Regions from separate parts of the Gossypium hirsutum genome. Here region 1 is linked to region 2. A link is a contact called in public Hi-C data. All regions are on one chromosome and are shown on one strand. Each heading gives the region's core, a stretch centred on a gene start, on an enhancer-like site or on the middle of the called end of the contact. The rest is flanking DNA. Distances are from core to core; before and after follow the strand shown. Region 1 holds the start of LOC107920479 (pentatricopeptide repeat-containing protein At1g26900, mitochondrial). Region 2 holds the start of LOC107920455.

What was found. Hi-C and Micro-C count contacts between places; a contact is called where the count stands out from the background.
Region 1: a contact with region 2 is called in a Hi-C map of leaf, with 2.0 times the contacts expected there. The contact joins the promoter of LOC107920479 here to the promoter of LOC107920455 in region 2. A contact is called at or near these places in 3 of 34 Hi-C or Micro-C datasets (all in leaf).

What each region holds. Positions count from the first base shown.
Region 1 is chrD13:12,908,043-12,912,653 of Gossypium_hirsutum_v2.1, forward strand. It overlaps LOC107920479 (pentatricopeptide repeat-containing protein At1g26900, mitochondrial), which reads left to right and starts at 2,899. Exons shown (of 1, transcript XM_016850213.2): 1 at 2,899-4,611. The coding sequence starts at 3,083.
Region 2 is chrD13:11,961,078-11,965,840 of Gossypium_hirsutum_v2.1, forward strand. LOC107920455 reads right to left here and starts at 3,482. Exons shown (of 5, transcript XM_016850187.2): 1 at 3,114-3,482; 2 at 2,906-3,009; 3 at 2,650-2,821; 4 at 2,235-2,354; 5 at 1,271-2,156. The coding sequence starts at 3,299. The coding sequence ends at 1,578. LOC107920456 (homologous-pairing protein 2 homolog) reads left to right here. Exons shown (of 6, transcript XM_016850188.2): 3 at 1-106; 4 at 290-360; 5 at 482-670; 6 at 749-1,174. The coding sequence ends at 847.

The sequences.
Region 1 (4,611 bases), core at 1,649-4,148, 950 kb after region 2:
GTTAAGTTTTTTTTTTTTAAAAAAAGAAGAAGAAAAAAAACGAAAATGAAAATGACAATTTTGTTTATTTTTTATATTTAATTAATCATCGCTTTAATTTTTTTCTCCAATTTCCATATCATTAAGTTTATATTAAGATAGTCAATATCGGTGAGCATTCTAGTTTTGGTTAGGTATTGGTGTATATCGATATCGACATGTTTCGGTGTATCATTTCGAGTTTATCGATGTTTTTAAATATTTTTCAGATTTATATTTATTGTCTAATTTTTAGTTTCTTGATAAATTATATATACATTTAAATATTTTTCACATATATTTCCAGTTTGATTTTTTTGGTTTCTTAATAAATTATATTAGTTTGATAATAATATCATATATTATATTTACATGCAAATTTATCTCACCTACATTCATATAAATATATTTATATGTAAATAAAAGTTTAAAATTATTAATTAGGTTCAATAATTTAATTTAATAGAATTTAAATTTAAATATAATTATAGAACAATTAAAGTGCTTAAGATAAAAAAAACTTGAAAATTAATTTAGAATATCAACAATTTGCACCAATCAGTACAGACCGGTACACACCGGTACAATACGATATTGAACAAAATGGGCCGAAACACATCAAAATTTGGACCGAAACAGAAGATAGACTACATGGTACCGATTTAAGTCTAAAACAGTACGTACTGGTTGGTACAATTGGTACCATATCCGTATTGACTACCATGGTTTATACATTATTTGCCACTTTGAATCGCTACTTGGAAAAATGAATTATTTAGCAATTGTCACATGTCACATCAGTAACATTTAACAAAACTAATAGTTAATGAGAAATTTCATCAATCAAAAGGTTCTCCAGTGCAGTGGAAAAGTACTTTTAAGTCAAAAGTGCATTCCCGGTACAAAAGTAATGAGAGCATTGGTTGTTGGAGTTAAAAGTGTGGTCAAAAAGTGTTTTTCTATCCAAATGTAAAAGCTAAGATTTACATGCTTTTGGCTTTTGCGTATGAAAGTGAAATTATCAAAATATCCTTATTTATATTAATTATTTTAAAAATAGATTAATTTACATTTTATGTATCATTATATTAAATTATTTAAACTTTATTTATTATTATATTTAATTTTTTTAAAATATTTTATAAATCATTAATTTTACAAATATTTAAAGTTTATATTTCATTTATCATTATATTAAATTATTTAAAAATTGCATAACTTATTAATTTTTTTACTTTCTACTATCATGCTTAAAAATGATATTTTAACCTTCAACCACAATTTTTAAAAATAATGAAAAATACTAAAAATTAACAAACCACACTTTTTATACAACAGGCACACTTTTTTCTAAAAGTAAAAAGTAAGTCCTTAATTAATGCAAATTTCAAGTTTGAATGCGTTTATCATGAAGGGACTTAATTGTTTTACTTTTTGGAACTAAATAGTATACCAAAAAATTTTCAAATAAAGATGTTATTGGAAATAAATGAAAATTAGGAAAGATGATATTAGTACATAAAATGATGAAACTTCATTTTTTGTTTGAGGAATATTTCAATTTATTTATCACATGCACTCCCATGTGCTGGACTAACTTAAAATTCTTTATTGTGTTTAATGTCAGGAGTCAAATGTGTGTAAACTTAGTATGCAAAATTTCAAAATATCAATATTGTTGTTTTGTTCCATTGCAAGCTGCTTCCAAAATGTATTCGCATGCCAAACACTCAATCTTTCCCATTGGTAACAACGAGTGTTCATATTTCATATATTTTAGATTCTTATGTTTAATATTTTGTTCGATTTTTAAATGAAATATCACTTATCATTGTACATGTTTCGCCTTTTTTTTATGTTTAATTGTGCTTTATTTTTATAAGATTTCAATAGTTGATATTTAATTAGAGACTTGAACCAGATTTATAGAAGCTTAAGGCTCAGTTTTGAAGTTGATTAGAAGTTAAAACGAGGATAAGAGACAAATGGGATGAGGCGTAGCTGAAACCAAGTGACTCGAGAGAGCCTAATGCCCTTTACCGAGCATGGCACCCCAACACGCAAGAATCGACACTCCAACGCCACACATCGACGCCACAGCATGCGACCAGTCGAGCCCCCATCTTTGTATCCCATGCGCCCCAGCGTCATACCCTTGGCTACCCAACATAGGCTCTACTGCCTTGATGAAATCCTCCACATTCTATTCGAGTTTAGAGGGCATTTTGGTCTTTTAAGAGTTTTATGATCCCAAGCAAGCTTCTGTAACTTATCTTAGGTTAATTAGACAATATAAATGTTATATTTTTTGAGGGAGTTAGGGTTTTTGCTAGTTTTTCTTACTTTATAGTATCTTCTGTTTATTGCATTTTTCTAACTATATGGCTTCCTAAACTCCCTTTTCTAGTTAAAGGTTAGTTAAAAGTTTGATTTAATAAATTTATGAGACTTAATTTAGGCTTTAATCCCTTTTTATTCTTTAATATTCACACATCTTTTGTTATAATTACAAGTGTTTAAATTTGTTAAATATCTAGCTAGTATTTGATATTTAGAACGATTTTCTTATCAATTAGACTAAATAAATTTATAATTGTTTATTTTATTCTAATACTAGTGACAAACTGCATAAATTGTTTATGTCATAGTTTATGATTACGTGGTGTGGATGTGCGATATAGCTTAATAAATCCCGTTGAGATGAGTTTGTTAGTTAGAATTAAGTCTTTTTAATTTTTAATATAATCAGTAAGTTAAATATTGGGCGTTCAGTTATAAGATTGTTTATTGGTTAGAGAGTAATTTTAAATCAATTGTCTCTTGGTTATCAAACAAGGACAGATTGATTGTCTATGCCGACAAACCAATCTCTCGTTTGCATTAATAAACCAATCGATTGTCGGCTAAGATGGCCAGGCTTGGACTTGGGCCTAAGCCCAGCTCATGAATGCAAGTCAACAACACCGTAACATGGTAACTATGGAAAAGTTGTCTGCCAAAGAACCCTGAAGCAGTGAACCTGTCGTTCGAAAAAAAAAAAAAAACTGTCTAACGAACTTAGCCGATGCTATTCAAACCTTCAAACTTTGGCCCAAATCCTTCAACCATCGTTTCCATATTAAAATCATGCAAGCAAATTACTGAAATCTCTCAAATTCATGGCTGTATCATTAAAACTGGACTTGATAATGACCCTTTCATAATAAGCAAGCTTCTTCTTTCTTCTTCACTGCAAGATATAAAATATGCAGCCTCCGTCTTCAAGCAAATTGACAACCCAAATCTCTTCATGTACAATTGCATCCTTAGAGGCTTTTCCATTAGCAATAACCCAAAACAAGCTTTTAGTGTTTTCAATAACTTGAGGGCTAAAGATGGGATTTTTCTGGACCAGTTCTCTTTCATTACTACGCTTAAAGCATGTGGCCGTGAGTTGGCAATTTTTAACGGTCAAATGATTCATGGGTTGGCTTTGAGATCTGGGCATTTGTTTTTCATCAATGTTAAGAATACCCTTTTGCATGTTTACAGTGTATGTGGAAGAATGTTCGATGCTCATAACTTGTTCGATGAAAGTCCTGAAAGGAACGATGTCGTTTCGTGGAACACTTTGATGGGTGGGTATCTTGATGTTTCTAAACCTGATACTGTCATAGGTTTGTTCAGACAAATGCGTTGGAATTGTTTGACAATGAGTGTCACTACGTTTTTGACTGTTCTATTGACTATGGGTGAAGTACGGGATTCACTTGGGGGAGAGTCAATTCACGGGCATTGTTTGAAACTTGGGTTTTGTTTTGACTCTAATCTGGTATCTGCTTTAACCGATATGTATGCGAAAACTGGGAATGTTTATTTAGGGCGTAGGGCTTTCGATGATGTTGTAGCAAAGGATGTTGTACTCTGGAATTGTATGATCAGCAAGTATGCTGAAAATGGCCTGCTTGAAGAGTCTTTAGCTTTACTACGTCTCATGAAAGTTATGCAAGTAAAGCCTAATTCGACTACATTGGTATCTTTGCTTTCAGCTTGTGCTGCCTCCGGAGCTATAAATATAGGACTCTGCATAGGTAATTATGTGGAAGAGGAAGGAATGCCACTGGATGCGGTTATCGGGACGGCTCTCGTCGATATGTATGCAAAATGCGGTGTTTTAAACAAGGCCGTTGATGTGTTTCATAGGATGGAGAGCAAAGATGTAAAATCTTGGACTGCGATGATTTCAGGTTACGGAGTGCATGGTTTTGCCCAAGATGCCATTAGGTTATTTTATCAAATGGAGGAAGAAGGCTTTAGACCTAATGAAGTCACCTTCTTAACAGTTTTGAGTGCCTGCAGTCATGGAGGGCTAATCACAGAGGGGACAAGTTGCTTTGAGAAGATGATACAATATGGTATCTTGCCGAAAGTCGAACACTATGGATGTATCATTGATCTTTTTGGCCGTGCTGGATTGCTAGAAGAAGCACATGATTTAATCAAAAGCTTGCCCATTAAAGGCGATGCTACTGCATGGCGTGCACTGCTTTCAGCTTGCCGAGTATACGGGAACGTTGAGTTGGGGGAATGTGTGAAGGGTGTATTGGTGGGATC
Region 2 (4,763 bases), core at 2,232-4,731:
TTCAATATCCCCAACAATGAAGAGCTTGCTTCTATGAAGGAAGAAAATGCCAAACTGCAGGAACACCTTGATCAACAAAAAAAAGCAATCACTGAGGTTGAGGGAGGTAATGAAATGATAATCCTTGAACATCAGATTAGTATTCTGCTAGAAGGGGTAGCAGATATCTTTTTGAACATGTCAGCCCTTGTCTTAAGATTCTAACTTTTCGGTTTTACTTTTCTATTTCCTTTTAAGGAAATGTTCTCAAGTTGTGTCATGTAAACATGGGTATATACTGTTGTTTCAGAAATTAAAAGCTTGCAGTCTAATCTAACTCTGGAACAGATTCATGACAAGGAAGCTAAACTGAGGAAAGAGGTAAGGGTTATGACTAATTTACCAATATAGGAGCTTTTCATTCCTCTTTATCAAAACTGGTTGCAGATGTTTCTGCCGAAGTAAGTGAGAAATAATTTTGACATTGTTTGTTATGCATCAGGTTAAGGAAATGGAGGACAAATTAGTTAAATTGCGTGGAGGAGTAACTCTGGTTAGGCCAGAGGAAAAAAAGGCAGTTGAAGCCATGTATTCTGAGAAAATAAGCCTGTGGAGAAGACGGAAAAGGATGTTCAAGGATCTATGGGATGCTATCACGGAGAACTCACCTAAGGATCTAAAGGAGTTCAAGGTTCCAAAGCTCCATTCTTTTAGCAGTAATCCACATTTTGCACCATAAAAGTTATCTGACATTGGCTTGTGTTTGCAGGAGGAACTGGGAATTGAATATGATGAAGATGTTGGTGTGAATTTACAATCAGTCTCTGAGCTCCTTCAGCATGGGAAGAAGCGGGCCAGAGGTCAGTAACTTAACGTGAAGCGGTACATACTTGGTCATCAACTCAGACTCAGATTTTGGTATTTCTCTAGAGATAATATGTTCAGATATTTGTAGTTTCTTCATCCTTGTTAGAGGTCTAAACCGTTACTTCTGGATCCCACAGAGTTCCTCTTTTAAATGCACGTTACATGCCTATGTTATTGTTAGGTCATTTATGTAAAGCTAGGTTTTATAGACTAATAACCTTTGGTTATTAATATTACAAGCCAAAGCATATTATTCTATGAGCAGCCTATTTGATCACAGTTTGTAAGTATGAAAAATCTTAAGTCTTAATCCATTATCTTTTCAAAATCTTAAGTCTTAATCCATTATCTTTTCTGATGATATTCCTTGTTTAGATTGTATGTAGTATTTTCTATAGGAACTTGGTATAGTATAACAAAATAATTAGGCTTCACAAAAGAATCATTCTAAAATATTTTACATTAAGTTTACATCTGATTAAAAATAACAAAAGAAATATCAAAGACCAAAACCAACTTATACACTGAACTAAAGCTATATTTGCAACTCCATGGAACTTACAAACATTTAATTTATTCGCGCTCCTCAATATCCTGTCACTTGGTCCAAGTCCTCGAAGAAAACATCCCCTTATTTATGGTAAAGTGTCGTTTACCTTTCATCCATGTGTGCAGTGGGTTTTCAGGTCGAGTCTCCACCTTCAAGCCAACATGAAAGCTTGAAGGAAATATCAGTCAAGTTTCTTTTCTGAGTGCTCACCACCATTATCTGTATTTAGGACCTTGCCTTTAAGCTTCCTTGCATTCAAATCAAAACTTGAACCACGGGAATCATATTTATCATCATCACTCTCATAAATAACCACTTCCTTCTCCAATAGCTTGAGTGGGTCCACTTCATTGAATGACATTGTCCTAAGGTCTATGATTTCCTCTGCTGATCCTTCACTTGAAGAAGGACTAGACATCTTGATTTCTGGTATCTTCTTGGTATGATTCAACTCCACTGCTTGACTACCATGATTTTCCATATCTTTAGAATTTGCTTCTTGTTTGTCAGACACTGTGTTCTGTCGAGTATTGGGACCATTCTGATCATCAGGATCATAGGAATCAGACCGAGAGAGTTCCACAGCTGCTCTTGCAGCTGCTGCTGCATAGGCAGCTGACTCAAAGGCTGCTTGAGCTGCATCAGCTACATCCCTGTATTTTCTCCTTGTTTTTATTGAATCAGAGAACTCATCATCATCTCCTGCATCATGACTTGCCTTAATTGATGTCTCCTGCTTCTTGCTTACATCCAGATTTCCCTGTATTGATAACATAACCGGCATGCCATTAGTTATTTCTATATTCTAGTCAGTTGATCCTTATAGTAAATTACATACCTCGCTGGAATCAGTGGTTTCCTCGAGTTGTAAAGCAATGCCGTACTCGGCAGCAATCTGGTTGAGCACATTCCTTCTGCTCTGCAAGTCTGGTTGTCTGGTTGACAGCTTCTGTATAATCTGTGGAAGCCAAAGAATTAAGTTATAGCATACTGCAGAATCTGTATTATGCCAGTCAAAAAGTCACTCACATTTCACAAGATTTGCTAGGATCTTATAATATCAATACTAAAACTCTGAAATCTGTAGATTTCCTTCACAAAGCAACCACTAGTAAGCACAATGCAATCTCAGGAACACTGTTCGATATCAGATGCTACCTAAATCTAACAATAAGGTTCTGGTATATACTAGTTTTTGACCCTAGGCAGAAAGGATAAAAGTTAATAGATATATTGTTGAAATCAAGACTTACCTTAGCGTTCACTCCACAATTGTTGCGCAGCTCGATTGCACGAGCAGCGAATTCTTTGCCGTAATGAGATGTAAAAACAGCACGAATCTCTAGAAGCTCGGGAAAATCCCCACACCTTGAAGATGCAAAGAGCAAGCCGGTTATAGCCTCATTGAGCTCGTCAGGGCACACTCTGCAACAGAACACAAAGAGAGGATTATCAAGAAACTTGAAAACCCGACAAGGAAAAAACAAGGAAATGATGGAGAAACATAACCTGTCCTGCTCAATGAGATGGAGTCGTTCAATAACGAGATTACAATACCCTTCAAGTATAACAAAGACGTCCAACATGTTTTGCTCCTTGATCACCTGGTCAACCTGTCGAAACAACCCCCCCCCCCCAACCAAGGTTAGAATTTAGATCCAATGAGAAAAAAAAAACATATTTTCCAGAAAAGAAAGATGGATGAAATCATTGTTACTCTAAGAAGAGCCCGATCATGATGGGAAAGTTGAAGGAGCTGTACAACATCGGAACGAGCTTGGTTGCAGCGAATCTGACGCTGGTTCTTGAAAACAGCAAGACGAGAAATGGCAAGAGTGACTAGTGATTTGAACTTGGAAGGCTTGAAGCCTCGTCCAAGAAATGCAGCAAGCTTCTTTCCCATAAGCTTTTGCCAACTGCAAACCTACCTCTCACTGTGTGTGTATGTGTGTAACAGGAGAGGAGGCTTTTAGCAGACAAAAGAGAAGAAACAAGGCAAGGCTTGTGTTATGTTGTGTTTTTACGTCCCAACCAGAGGGAGATAAGAGAGGTAGGCAGCGTAGTCTATATGGGACCGGTTACGTGTTCCATGCGATTTCTTGAACAGCCATGTCATTTTTATAAAAGTCAATTTATTATTTCAGTCCCTCTACTATACTCAAATTTGGAATGTGGTCTCTACACTTTAATTTAATATTATTTGATCCCTACTTTATAATATCCTTAATTAGCCTAATAGTTAATATCATTAACTATTTTAGTTAAAATTTATGTGGACTCAAAAAAAAAAAAAAACTCTTCTTTCAGGTTTCAACATAATAAATTTCATGTCGGCATGTTCAGCTAGAATTTAGAAATTTCTTTTAGAAAAAATAACAATTGGAATAGTTAATTAAATTAATTATTAATACTAATTTATGATATTATAAAAGTAAATGGACAAATGTCAAAATTACATAAACTTTAATTCAATATACAATATGATACATAAACTTTTATTTGGTGTAATAATACATAAAAAATTTTGATTGGGGTTCGAGTATATACACAATTTTAATTGTGATTCTTGTAAACATGGAAAGAAGTAAATACATCAAATTATTTTTATAGTGGATAAATATAATTATTTATGCATTTAATATATAAAGTTAAAAGTTAAAACGATGTTATATAGATAATTGTCTTAGTAATTTATAAAAATTAGATAAAATTAAAATTACACGAATGAAATTACAAAAAACAAAAATTTATGTATAAGATTACAAATGAGACCAAAGTTGATGTATCGATTCGAAATGGGAAATTAAATGTAAAGACTAAATTTACATTTAAGTATAATAAGCTGACAAAAAAAAATTGACCTTTCTAAAACAAAATGAAGAATGCGTGAAGGGGAAACCGAAGAAGAAAAGAAACAAAGATTTAAGACGCGGTTGGGGCGTCAGTTTCGAGTGACATGCTTGAAATTGACCCCGTTCCCCATTTTATCACTACACACGCATTTTCAGGCACGTGAACAACAACCAAAGGGGAAAAAATCACAACATGAATTTTTGTGCAGAAAATGGAATTATCTTTTTTATCCGACAATTAAATATTAGATATTATCTTTAAAAGAAAAATATAGATAACTAATGTGTCATTACAGCTTTTCTTTCCTATTAAAAAATAGAAATTATTTAAAAAGAAGCGTGATTTGCACAAAGGGCAGGAGAGCGTAGCTGGCTGGGAAAAACCTCACTTCAATCAGAAGCTTCGTTTCGTTTTCTGTCGTAAAGGACTTTCCGTGAGAAACCAAAAACAAGAAAAGTATTAGTAAAAAAAATGTAATAAGTAGAACAATTAATTGTTTGTTGTTTCAGTTTAA